3 separate regions of the Mus musculus genome follow, and regions 1 and 3 are each linked to region 2. Evidence: chromatin contacts called from public promoter capture Hi-C data. All regions are on one chromosome and are shown on one strand. The core of a region is the stretch at or near the end of the contact, and the rest is flanking DNA. Distances in the headings are between cores, read along the strand shown.

What was found. Promoter capture Hi-C pulls out the DNA fragments that hold promoters and counts their contacts.
Region 1: a contact with region 2 is called in a promoter capture Hi-C map of pre-B cells, with 5 times the contacts expected there. The contact joins the promoter of Cnbd2 here to the promoter of Ahcy in region 2. A contact is called at or near these places in 1 of 39 promoter capture datasets (pre-B cells) and 1 of 9 other capture datasets (liver).
Region 3: a contact with region 2 is called in a promoter capture Hi-C map of pre-B cells, with 3 times the contacts expected there. The contact joins the promoter of Rab5if here to the promoter of Ahcy in region 2. A contact is called at or near these places in 2 of 39 promoter capture datasets (liver and pre-B cells).

Annotation. Positions count from the first base shown.
Region 1 is chr2:156,310,730-156,314,673 of GRCm38.p6, reverse strand. Cnbd2 (cyclic nucleotide binding domain containing 2) reads right to left here and starts at 2,201. Exons shown (of 13, transcript NM_027585.2): 1 at 1,875-2,201. The coding sequence starts at 2,141. It overlaps Scand1 (SCAN domain-containing 1), which reads left to right and starts at 1,970. Exons shown (of 2, transcript NM_020255.3): 1 at 1,970-2,172; 2 at 2,272-2,828. The coding sequence starts at 2,326. The coding sequence ends at 2,754.
Region 2 is chr2:155,073,141-155,077,182 of GRCm38.p6, reverse strand. Ahcy (S-adenosylhomocysteine hydrolase) reads left to right here and starts at 2,686. Exons shown (of 10, transcript NM_016661.3): 1 at 2,686-2,818. The coding sequence starts at 2,791. It overlaps Gm39966 (a long non-coding RNA gene), which reads left to right and starts at 3,009. Exons shown (of 2, transcript XR_866885.2): 1 at 3,009-3,233; 2 at 3,477-4,042. It overlaps Gm45609 (a long non-coding RNA gene), which reads right to left and starts at 2,671. Exons shown (of 3, transcript XR_001783519.2): 1 at 1-2,671.
Region 3 is chr2:156,861,387-156,865,337 of GRCm38.p6, reverse strand. It overlaps Rab5if (RAB5 interacting factor), which reads right to left and starts at 2,216. Exons shown (of 4, transcript NM_026124.3): 1 at 1,921-2,216; 2 at 1-81. The coding sequence starts at 2,034. It overlaps 5430405H02Rik (RIKEN cDNA 5430405H02 gene), which reads left to right and starts at 2,393. Exons shown (of 3, transcript NR_027914.1): 1 at 2,393-2,739.

The sequences.
Region 1 (3,944 bases), core at 952-3,451, 1.2 Mb before region 2:
AGGTTAGTTTATAGAAGGAAGCAGGTTGGTCTGAAAGTGACATCTAAAATTAAGGGGCAGACAAAGTGTTGAATCAGAGAAAGATTTGACAGGATGAGTCAGAGATTGGACATGCCCAACTCACAGGAGAGCAGCACTGGAAAAGAGACTACTTAAGAGCAGAGAGGGAAAAAAAGGTGTGGTGGTGTGTTGGGTTTTTGGCAGTTTAACAGGACAGTTTGACAGACATAGGTGAAGACAGAATGAGCCAGAAGATTAGAACAGAGTGCCAAGAGCCGGGTGTGGTGGCTCACGCCTTTAATCCCAGCACTTGGGAGGCAGAGGCAGGTGGATTTCTGAGTTCAAGGCCAGCCTGGTCTACAGAGTGTGTTCCAGGACAACCAGGGCTATACAGAGAAACCCTGTCTCAAGAAAAGAAGAAGAAGGAGGAGGAGGAGGAGGAGGAGGAGGAGGGGAGAGGGGGAGGAGGGGGAGGAGGAAGAGGAGGAGGAGGAAGAGGAGGGGGAGGGGGAGGAGGAGGAGGAGGAGGGGGAGGAGGAGAGTGCCAAAGTTAGTATGAGGCCAAGCAGAGCAATTCAGTCAGAAGCCAAGAGAAGCTGAATGAACCCGGTCATTCTGGAAGACTTAGTTGTCCGGAGGAGGATAGAAGCCTAGAACTTCGTGGGCTGCCCAGAGCTGTGGACTCACAATGCTTGGGTACCACGCTCATCTCATCCCATCATCCCAAGCATCCTTACCAACCGCTCCATCTCCCTAGCTCTGAAAGCTCTGTCTTTTCCAGAGCTTGATTTACTCCACCTGACAACTGTGAGGCAGGCACTATTTATTGCTGGGGGTGTTAAAGCAAAGAAAAGATGTTTCCTGACACCTGATTCCGACACTCTAGACAGCAGCTAGTCAACAAAGATATACTATAAACTGTATGTGTAATTTAAAAATTTCAAAGTAGTTGTATTTTAAAAGTAAAAAGACACAGGTAAAATTTAATAATATAGTTTATTTGACCCCCATATATACAAAATTACATAACATACTCAAATATGTAATAAATACAAAATATTTTTCTTTTCCTACAGACACATGCGTAATTCTACATTTTAATACATCTCAATTTCGGGGTATTTACCTTTCAAAGATTCAGTAAATACAAGAAGCTAATGGCCACCATCTGGGACATCGTTAATTACAGTTTACTTATTAAACTTTTTTCAAAGATGTATTTACTTATTTTATGTATTCACCGCTGTTCTTTTCAGACACACCAGAAGAGGGCATCAGAGCCCATTGTAGATGTAAGCCACCATGTGGTTGCTGGGAATTGAACTCAGGACCTCTGGAAGAGGAGTCAGTGCTCTTAACTACTGAGCCATCTCTCCAGCCCCCCACTTATTAATCTTAAAGTTAAAGTAGTACCCACTGAATCTCTTTCTCTTGGTTTTCGAGGACAAGCAAAAACAATGACAAAGAAGCCCTGAGCACTTGTTTGGGGGCAGGAAAGTCTGAAGACTCTTGCCCAAATACTTTGTCCTTCTCAAAATAAAGTGAAATCAATTGCACCTATGCAGGCGACAGTATATGTGTGTGTGTGTGTGTGTGTGTGTGTGTGTGTGTGTGTGTGTGTGTGTGTGTTTAATGAGATTCTCAGCTCAATTTATAGCTCAGGAGGTGTCCTTTAGCTCTAGGATTACGGGCTTGAGAGATCTTTTTAAAAGTAATTGGAGCCCCTGTCCCGCTGTCCCACCCAGGGCATCCGCCCAAGCTCCGACAATCCCCTAGCCAACCATCACCCTCCTTTACCCAGGACTGTCAGCGCTACCCCCAGATCCTGCCTGGTCAAGTAGGGACCAGCATCTACCCTAGGAGGCGCAGGTCACCTGCACGCCAGGGCGGTCCTTCGGTTGGGGTGTCTCCGCCTTTATCTCCTTAATCGAGGCCGGACTCTCCTTGTCTTCCTCTGATCTGGAATCCGATCCCGACTCAGATTTCGACTCTGTCGTGTCCGACTTGTCCGCCGGCTCCAATGGGGACCTTGCAGTGCCGCCATCCTTAGTGTCAGTAGAGCTGATGTCTACGGACTTCCCCAGATCAAACTTCACGTGACTGGTAGAGGAGGCGGCTTCCGGATTCGCGGATCGGTTCATTTCCGGCCACCGAGGAGCTTCGCGGGTCGAGGTAAGCTGGGCTTGCCCGCAGCCTGTCCTGAGTCCGCGTCCCGCTGGGGTGCCCGGGCCCTGCCCTTCAGCGGCCCTCTGTTACCTCCTTCCGGTGCAGACGCAGGCGAGGCGCCGGACTGCGAAACAAAGGGGGACGCCAACAGCCGTAGTCATGGCGGCGCCGCAGCCCAGCCAGGACCCCCAAAGCCCCGCGGCGCCTCCCGAGCAGCAGGAAGGAGCCGGCGACTGTGCGGCCCCGTCGCCCGATTCCGGGAGCTCCCCGGCCCCGGAGCTCCCCGGCGCGCCCGCAGCTTTGAACACGGCGCCCTACGCTGACGCCGCCCTGCGGCCCGGAGCCTCTCGGCCCGGCCCCGAGACCTTTCGCCAGCGCTTCCGGCAGTTTCGCTACCAGGACGCGGCCGGGCCCCGGGAAGCCTTCCGGCAGCTGCGGGAGCTGTCCCGCCAGTGGCTGCGGCCGGACATCCGCACCAAGGAGCAGATCGTGGAGATGCTGGTGCAGGAGCAGCTGCAGGCCATTCTACCGGAGGCGGCCCGGGCTCGGCGGCTGCGGCGCCGCGCGGACGTGCGCATCACCGGCTGAGCGGCGGAGCCTGGGGCTCCCTGGACTGACACCCTACCCCTGAGTTAATAAAAGTTGAATTTTGACAGCTCCCATGTCTGCTGTGTCTTGCGTTCGTTCTTTATTTATTGGGTTTATTTTACGAACTTGTTGCCCACCTTTCCAGCTGATAGCTAGAGGATTCTGGGAACCTGTAAGATTAAGGCTTTTGATTAGCTATTCCTGGACCACTGCATTTGCGCGAAGCTGTGCCCTTAGGCAGGAAATCTACCTAGATCTAGACCACATTCAGTTTTTCTAAACCTGCATGAGTTTTGTTTTGCAAAAGGCCATGTTAATGAGGTTTCAGTTTTCTAGCCTTCTATTCTCCCCTCTGCCTCACACTATCTAGTATCCGAGCTTCAGCAGATGGCAGTACACAGCGGTTTCGAAGCTGAGCAGTAAAATAACTGGCCCTATTAAATGCTTTATTTAGTTGGTTGTTGTGACTCATACTTTAAACCTCAGCACTCAGGAAGCAGAGGCAGGAGGGTCTCTGAGGCCAGCCTGGTTTTTACATAGTGTGTTCCAGCCAGGGCTATGTAGACCCTCTCAAAAACAAACTCAAGCAACAGAACTGATATTGCCAAGGAAAGCGAACTCTCGTTTCACTTTATGCTTAAAGATCAGTAACTGGAATCAGTACAACTGGACAACAGTGTTTTCCCAGTAATCTTGTTGGAAATAGCCTCTTCTTCCAACGGTTACCTGGTAAGTTTTTTTTTTGAAAACAGCTTTTCTCAGTTTTTCTTTTGAGAAGTTGATGTGTACTTTACATAATTTCCACTTAACTTCTCCATCTCATATGACCTCTACTTTCACATTTGTTAGACACACACACAGAGTATCCAGTGTCCTGTGACAGGGACTGAGAAGGCTCGGCATGTTTCCTTGCCTTAACCTATATGGGTCAGGGCCTCCTGTCTTTCTATATACACGTGTTGGTCATTTGAGAAATGTTTTGCATAAAACTATTTAGCGTTCATGACCTTAAAAACAAACCAATGGCCATGACGGAAATGTGTATCATGAAAAGACGCCTCGGACTTCGGACTCCTTGACACCGATGCCCATTCCTCTCCTTTATCAGCCTCTCATGAACTTCCTCTGTGAGAGAACTCCCTGGAGTGAGGCACACTTGTGAGCAAGACTTCCCTCTCTGCCCCATTTTT
Region 2 (4,042 bases), core at 1,437-3,936:
TCCAGAAGAGGGGGTCAGATCTTGTTACAGATGGTTGTGAGCCACCATGTGGTTTCTGGGATTTGAACTCCAGACCTTCGGAAGAGCAGTCGGGTGCTCTAACCCACTGAGCCATCTCACCAGCCCCCTAGTTTGCTTTCTGTTGCGGTGATAAACACCAAGTCCAAAAGCAACCTGAGCAAGGAAGAGTTTGCTTCAGCTTACACTTCCAGATATGCATCCCTGAGGGGAAGTCAGGGCCGGGACCTGGAAGCAGGAGCTGAAGCAGAAGCCATGGGTAGCTGCTGCTTACAGGCTTGCTCAGCCTGCTCTCTTACACTCCTCAGAATAAGTACTCAGGGTGGCACCACTCAAGATGGCTTGGTCCTCCCATGTCAATCATTAAGAAAGAAAATGCCTCCACAGGCCTGCCTATAGGCAATATGAATGGAGGAGGCATTGACTCACTTCAGGTCCCTCTTTCCAAGACGATTCTACCCTGTGTCAAACTGACAAGACCAAAACCAACCAACCAACCAAAAAAAAAAAAAAAAAAACAAAAACCTGACCAGGACAGCCTGTTATGTGATACTTTCCTATGAATTATTGTCCAGGCAGGCTCCAGAGGCTCCTAAAATAACACAGGTTGTTGCCACTGTTATTGGTTGTCCACCAGAATTAGACACTTCTTAGTTACTGTTCTGTTGCTATGAAGAGGTACTATAACCAAAGCAACTCTTGTAAAATTAAGATTTTTTAAAAATAAATACATCATTTCCTTCCTTCCTTCCTTCCTTCCTTCCTTCCTTCCAACCACAATTTCCCTCCCTCCTTCCCTCCCAGTCTCTTTCCACCTCCCACTGAATTTACTCCTCTGTTTCTTAAAAGAAAGAATTTGATTGTGGGCTTGCTTACAGTTTCATAGGATTAGTCTATTATCATCGTGGTGGGGCATGGTGGGGATATTTCCAGAGTATGATGCACTCACAGTGCTGGGGCAGTAGCTGAGAGTTACATCCTGGTCTATAGGCTGAAACAAACAGACAGATAGACAGACAAAAGATAGAGAGAGGAGGGAGTTTATACTTGTTACTGTGAGTCTAGTCAAAGATGCATAGCTGGGGAAACGGTAGGTCTTCAGGAGGAGCCTACTACTGTTGAGTTAAATGTTGTCTCCTAAATATTTGTTTATAGTCACAGAGTGGCACAGTCCTCAGTTTTGGTCAGAAAAATCTCCTTTTGTAGCAAATGACAGGTAATGCAAATGACCATGGCTGGTCGAGGTGCTGAGTGTGACTGTCTCAGATCATATCACGCCCTTTCAAAGCTCAGGGGAACACCATAGGAGGAGGAGCAGAAAGAACGTAAGAACTGGATGGAGGGGAGGAGGGTTGTGGACCCACACGGCATGGCCGTTGCAATCAGAACTCACAACTGCAGCTATTTGCCCAGGACCTGCACAACACTGGATCCCCAGCAACATTCAGTCATGGATGGGGGAGGTGTCCCGGGACATTGCTAAAATTCCCTCCTAGGAGACAGAAGCAAAATCTACACCTCCTCCCAAATAAACTGAGGTATGATTCTGCGGAAGATCCTTCTGGGGGAACCGGTGAGGTCAGTGAGCTTCCTGACAACGCATACACAGGTCAGGGGGTACTTACCAGATAGGGGTATGAATGATGCTTTTCCCCAAAGACCACAGCTGGAGACCACACCTCAACCAGCAGGGATGAGGGCCTCGCCAGTAGACGGGTAGCTGGAACCTACTTCCCTGACTACATACTCTAGTCCTTCCCTGAGGTCATGTTCAGTTTAGGCAGAATTGCATATAACAGGAGGTAGGGTGCAGCTGGACACCCAGGAGAAGGTCTTGTGACCCTCCTTGTTACTCCATGAGGAGACAGATAAGTCCAACGGAGGCCAACTTTTTACAAAGGGGCCAACTGAACTCCCCAGAGATGGTATATGCACACAACATGGGGCCTGGTTTCCTTCCTGAAAGCTAGCCGCTGAGAGCCGCTGAGAGAGAAGTCATACTCTTCAGGTGTATAGTCATTGGTGAGTTATCTATGCTCCTGCGGATAGCTCCGCAGTCATTTCCATGTGAGCAGCCTGTGAATCACCAAGAAAGACTACCGAATGAGAAGGTGTTGAGGAGGGGGTGGGGGCGAGCAAGGAAAGGCAAACAGAGGGAGGAGAGAGTGACACAATTGCAACCGGTGATTTTTCTTTCTTTGTTTTTGAGATAGGGCCTCACTCTGTAGCCTCGGTTGGCCTGGAACTAATTAGCGATAGAGCAGACTGGCCTCGAATTTGTGACAAATCTCCTGGCTCTGGCTCCAGAGCGGGAGATTTCAGACACTGTCTCCAGAGTGGGGATTCACAGGCACATACCACTAGGCCCAGCTCTTTACTTTGATCTTGCAAGAGTTTTACAATTGAAGCAGTTAAGGCTCAGGTTAGTAAATTGGCTAGAGTCTAAGAATTCTGCCTTGTTTTGACCTCTGATTCACTGGCTGGACGGATGGGAGAAGAACCGCCTCTCTCCACGCTCCCTCCTAGTCGAGTGCCAGGGGTCCAAAGGCCACAGTGCACAAAATTTATGATTTTTGAGGCAGAGATCAGCCTTGCTCCCGCTCCGCTCAACGCCTCGAGCTAGGCTCCGCCCCTAAGTTTCAGCCCCCAGCAGGTTCATGAATATTCAAATAAGAAGATATTTAAAGACGCCGGCGCCAGGCGTAGATCCCTGCCCCGCGCCGCCCGGCCCCCTTCACTGAGTTCATCAGTCCTAGCGGAAGCGCCGCCAGCATGTCTGATAAACTGCCCTACAAAGTCGGTGAGTCCCAAGGGTTCAGTCCTCCGTGGCGACTCGGCTCCCGTCCTGGGTTTGTTGTCAGTACCGACCTGCGTCTTGTTTAGGTGGCGGCTTCGGGGCGCCCCGGGACCCCTAGAATCGCTGGCCTGGCCGCGCAGGTGCCCGGGGATTGGAGTCCACACGCCGCCGAGAGCCAGGAGTGGGAAACGGCCGCGGACTACAAGTCCCGGCGTGCCCCGCGGTAGGCGCCCAGAGCGGCAGCGCGGGCTGTGATCTTTGGTCGGGCAGCGTGCTCCTGTCGGAGAGACTGGCCATTGGGAAGCGGCCCTAGAGGCCCAGACCCTGGCCCTGGCGTTTGGCGGCTTGGGTGGCCCCTAGCAAGGGCCCACCGTCTTCTGGGCCTTGAGCAGGGCCGGAGAGAGCATCAGTGTTCTAGGTGCTAATGAGGAGAGGCCTGGAAACGGCTAGTCTCGGTGCAACGGGAACTTAGGGTCCCATCTGCTCAATCTCTGGGATATCTAGTGGATGTCTAGAAAATTTGGAGTGGTTAGAAATTACTGTTCGTTTTGTCCCGATTATAGAAAGCTGTCTGAGTAAACACACCTTAACTTGAGCGTTTACAGTGGGATGGGCACTGCCTTATAGCATTATTCTAGACTAACCCGTCTTATTATTGTAGCTCTCCATGGAAGGAACGGTTTTATGTTTACAATGAATATCCAGAGGTATAAAGGGCATTTTCCCAGAATCTTGTAACTGGAAAGCAGCTGGTTAGAATTTGGACTCAGGACATCATGACCTCTAAGCTCATCTCTTCCACTGCTGTCTGTATACAAGGCAATACACTTGAAACAACCCTAATGGAATTTCAACACAATCCAATTCAAACTGTGCCTAGTGACACAAGCTTGTAATCCCAGCCCTGCTATCACTACTGAGGCCAAGGAATCGATCAGCTCATTTCAGAGGTCAGCCTGGGCATACAGTGAATTCCAGACCAACCTGGACAAGATGGGGAGACCCTATCAAAACAAAACTACAAACCAAACAAACAGAAAAACAAAGCAATTCAGGCTGGTTAGCTTTTAAAATAATTTCAATACTCTATTAAATTGGAAAGGGTCCTCAAAGGGAGATGAATGCTATCCCATTACACAGGAACCTAGGGAAGTGGCTTTGCAAATTCTTATTAAGATAGTTAATCAGCCAGCAGGGCAGTTTATTGTCTCCACTGGGTAGATGCTA
Region 3 (3,951 bases), core at 967-3,466, 1.8 Mb before region 2:
CAAGGGCAAAACGCCCCAAATGACACCCAAAACCAGAGCGATGATCTGTCGGAACCAGTAGATCACATCTAAAAATTCATCCTATAGAAAAGACACAATGTATGCGTTATCTGGAGTGGCTGCCACAGGACAGCTACAGGTGGAGAAGCAAAAGCTTATTAAATATTTCCTACAAACTCATTAAGTAGCCCTGGAATCTGCTATGTAAACTAGGCCTTGGGTCAAGAGTACTGAACTAAAGGTGTGGTTCACAATGTCTAGCTAAGCACATGGCTCTTTTCTTTTTTTTCTAAACTTATTTTATATGTATGTTTTATCTTTTTTTTTTAAAGATTTATTGATTATATGTAAGTACACTGTAGGTGTCTTCAGACACTACAGAAGAGGGAGTCAGATCTTGTTACGGATGGTTGTGAGCCACCATGTGGTTGCTGGGATTTGAACTCCGGACCTTCGGAAGAGCAGTCAGGTGCTCTTACCCACTGAGCCATCTCACCAGCCCTGTATGTTTTATCTTAATGTATGCATGAGCACCATGTATGTGCCTGCTGCCCATGGATGCTGGAACACTGGAACTCCTCAGAACTGGAGTTACAGACCGTTGTGACTCACCATATGGGTGCTTGGATTGGAGCCCACTCTAAACTGCTGAGGCCTCTCTAGTCCCCATATGTGGTTCTTTTTTGTTGTTGTTTTCGAGGCAGGGTTTCTCTGTGTAGCTCTGGCTGTCTTGGAATTCACTCTGTAGACCAGGCTGGCCTGCAACTCAGGGATTCCCCGACCTCTGCCTCCCAGTGCACTACCACCACCACCTTGCTCCATATGTGGTTCTTCTGTCATTCCTTCTACTAAAGTGTGATGGGAAACAATATATTTAGACTATTAAGTGACTAATTCCAGAGCCTGTTCTCTACCATATTTTAGAGAAGTCGTTACTTCTTTAAAAGAAGCTGCGTAAATAGAAGTTTGTTTTGAAGTGACAATGGGCACTGTGCTCCTGGCCACAGATAACCCTTGGCTGGCCAGCTAAGTTCTAGAGAGTCTCCAGGAAGAAAAACTATTAACTTCAGTTCCCACCCTTCCTGTACAGCGACTTTTGAGAAAGCCAGAGTTAGGAAAGTGTGGTGGTGGAGAAGTGTGTGCTTAGGCCTGTGCCAGCTCATCTAAGTTTCACCCAACAAAGAGCACTCAGGTTTGTGAACTGCCCTGGACTCCAGACACCAGTCCTTGGACCGGGGAAGATAAAAAATATGACACAGCAGTTCACAAAGACGACAGGTTTTGCAAGAGCTGGGCAGGGCTGGGGGCAGGCCAAGGGCACCTTCAGGAAGTACTCCCCCCCTCCATGGCGGAACTGAAGGGAGGGAAGCCCAATTTCAACAGTCCAAACAACGGAAGGAGTCCAAATATAGCATTCTTTTCAAACCATCTAGAATCGGGCTGAATGGTGACAGGCTTGAAGATCACAGAATGGAGCAATGATAGGAGGCGTCCAGGCTCAGATCCTCTGGAGATGACCAGCGAGTGCATCTTTAAGTCCCCAACCTCTTCTAACCCATGTCTAGCGACTTTCTTACTAACTCACACCCTCTTAAGGTGGTCTTAGAACCGGCTCTCGAATCTTAAAGCTCACAGGGCATGTCTTCTTTCTCATCTAAGCGAGCAAGGACAGAGCCACCCCTCGCAATGTGCAAAGTAAACGCACTTCAGGGATTCCGCACCCGGCACGTGCGCAGTCTTCAGAAGCGCTAACTACTCCGGATCCTGCGGAGCAAACGGCGGGGGATAGCAGGGGCTCCGCTCGCTCCACTACGCGCCGGCCCCCTTGGCACCCCGCTCCCTGCTCCCATGGCCGCGCCCGGCCGATTGGCCGGGGCGAGGGAGACCCGGGCCCGTCCTCCCTCGCCGGGCCTTCTGCACCTTGTCGTCCCAGGCCGCGTCGCTCCGCAGCACCTTGCTCCACACGGACACCTTGAGGGCCCCGTTGGCCAGCTGCGGCTGAGGCGGCTCCTCCTTCCGCCGCCCGCCGCTCATCCTCCCGTCGCGCCGCCCGAGCCGGGCGTGGGGCGCGCGGGCCAAGCCGAAGGGAGTCGGGGTCTGGGACCGCGGGACTCGGCGCGCGGGGCGGCAGCGGTAGTCCGGGCAGCGAGGGACAGTGGCCCGCCGAGGCTCTGCTCGCTCTGCCCAGCGGCCGGCTCGCTAAGCTCCACGGAGCAGGCGCCGCCGAGGGAGGGGCGGGGCCCTGATGACGTGCGCACGCAGCCAATCGGCGGCCACGCGGCGGTCGGCTCCGAAGCTCGGCGACGCCTCGACGCGAGCGTCCCCTCCGGTGGGCGGAAGTGACAGAAGCTTCCGGCGGACGCCAGGGGACGGTGAGCGAGAAGGGACAAGTGCGGCCCGGAGGCGATCTGTGCGCGAGGAGGCGCTGTGAAGACTGAGGCACAGCCCCTCCGAGGAAAGCCGAGATTGTACGTTTCCTTGCCGGCTGAGCCGCGGCTCGTCCCCCGGAGCGACACAAAGAAGAAGTGGCCTTGCATCCTGCTCCGCCTCCCGAGCCGGGTCCTTGGTCCCCGGAAGCCCTGGGCTGCCCCACTGGAGTTACCTTCTGTGCGTTCTCTCCTAAACCTACACGTTATTCACGACTTTGTTCATGACTATGGAAAACAAAACAAAAACAAAAACCAAACCAAAGTTCCCTCGCCTGGCGATGGTGCAAGCCTGTCTACCTGCTGGAGGATGGTAAGTCCCCGGTCACGACAACCTGTCTCAACGGGAAAAAAAACAATTCTGTGAACCCTAACGTCTCCTCTTGCTCAGCGTTCTCTTCTGAGATCCGAATGTGAAGCTGAGATCCCAAGAGAGAAATTCTTTCCTAAGGATGAGGCAAGTTGAAACCAGGGGAGAACCCCACTAGGGGGAATAGAAAAGTAGTAGGTGTCGGGCTAGCTACCCCGTCCTCACTGTGTGTTGTTAGCACTTCCCAGGATGTGTTTTGAAAGGACAGAAGGAGCAGCACCCCCTGCGAACTTGTACAAAGACACGTTGTGGTGTACACTGTGACTCGTCTGCAGTCCAAACCCGGGGAGGAATGTTAGGCTGGCCTGGCTACATTCCAAGATCCCGTGCCCCGTCTGACCTGGGTTACACAGCGAAGCTGGTCTAGCATACAGAGTGAGAGATGCTGCCTCAAACAGACAAATGAGCAAAATCAGTCCCATCCTCCAGATGGTGCCACACAGGATGTGCTATGCTAAGGGATATCACTAAAAAACAAAAGAAAAGAAAAACCCCCCAAGAATTGTTTATTATGTATACATCGTTCTGGCTGCATGTTTGCCTGCAGGCCAGAAGAGAGGTTACCAGATCACATTATAGATGGTTATGAGCTACCATGTGGTTGCTGGGAATTGAACTTAGAACCTCTGGAGGAGCAGCTAGTGTTCTTAATCTATGAGCCATCTCTCCAGCCCGGAACATCACTTTTATGCAGTGAGTTTATAAAGGCAAAGTAATTTGCCTGGAATCATTGAGTTAGTAGTTGGGTTTATTTTACTCTAAATCCGAGTTCTTTTCTTTTTAAAAATAATTATTTCATTCCATAGTATGGGTGTTTTGCCTGCAGTGTGTGTGTGTGTGTGTGTGTGTCTGTGTGTGCACCACTTTGTGTGCCTGCTGCCTAAGAGGGCGACATATCTCCTACAGATAGTTGGGCGCAGTCATTCAGGTGCTTGGAATTGATTTCTTTTTTAAAAGTTTATTTTATATGTGTGTGTATATATATATATATATGTGTGTGTGTGTGTGTGTGTGTGTGTATACACAAATATATATGTGTATATATATATACACACACACACACACACACATATGTACATATATATGCTGTTGCTGTCTTCAGACACACAGGAAGAGGGCATTGAATCCCATTACATATGGTTATGAGCCATGATG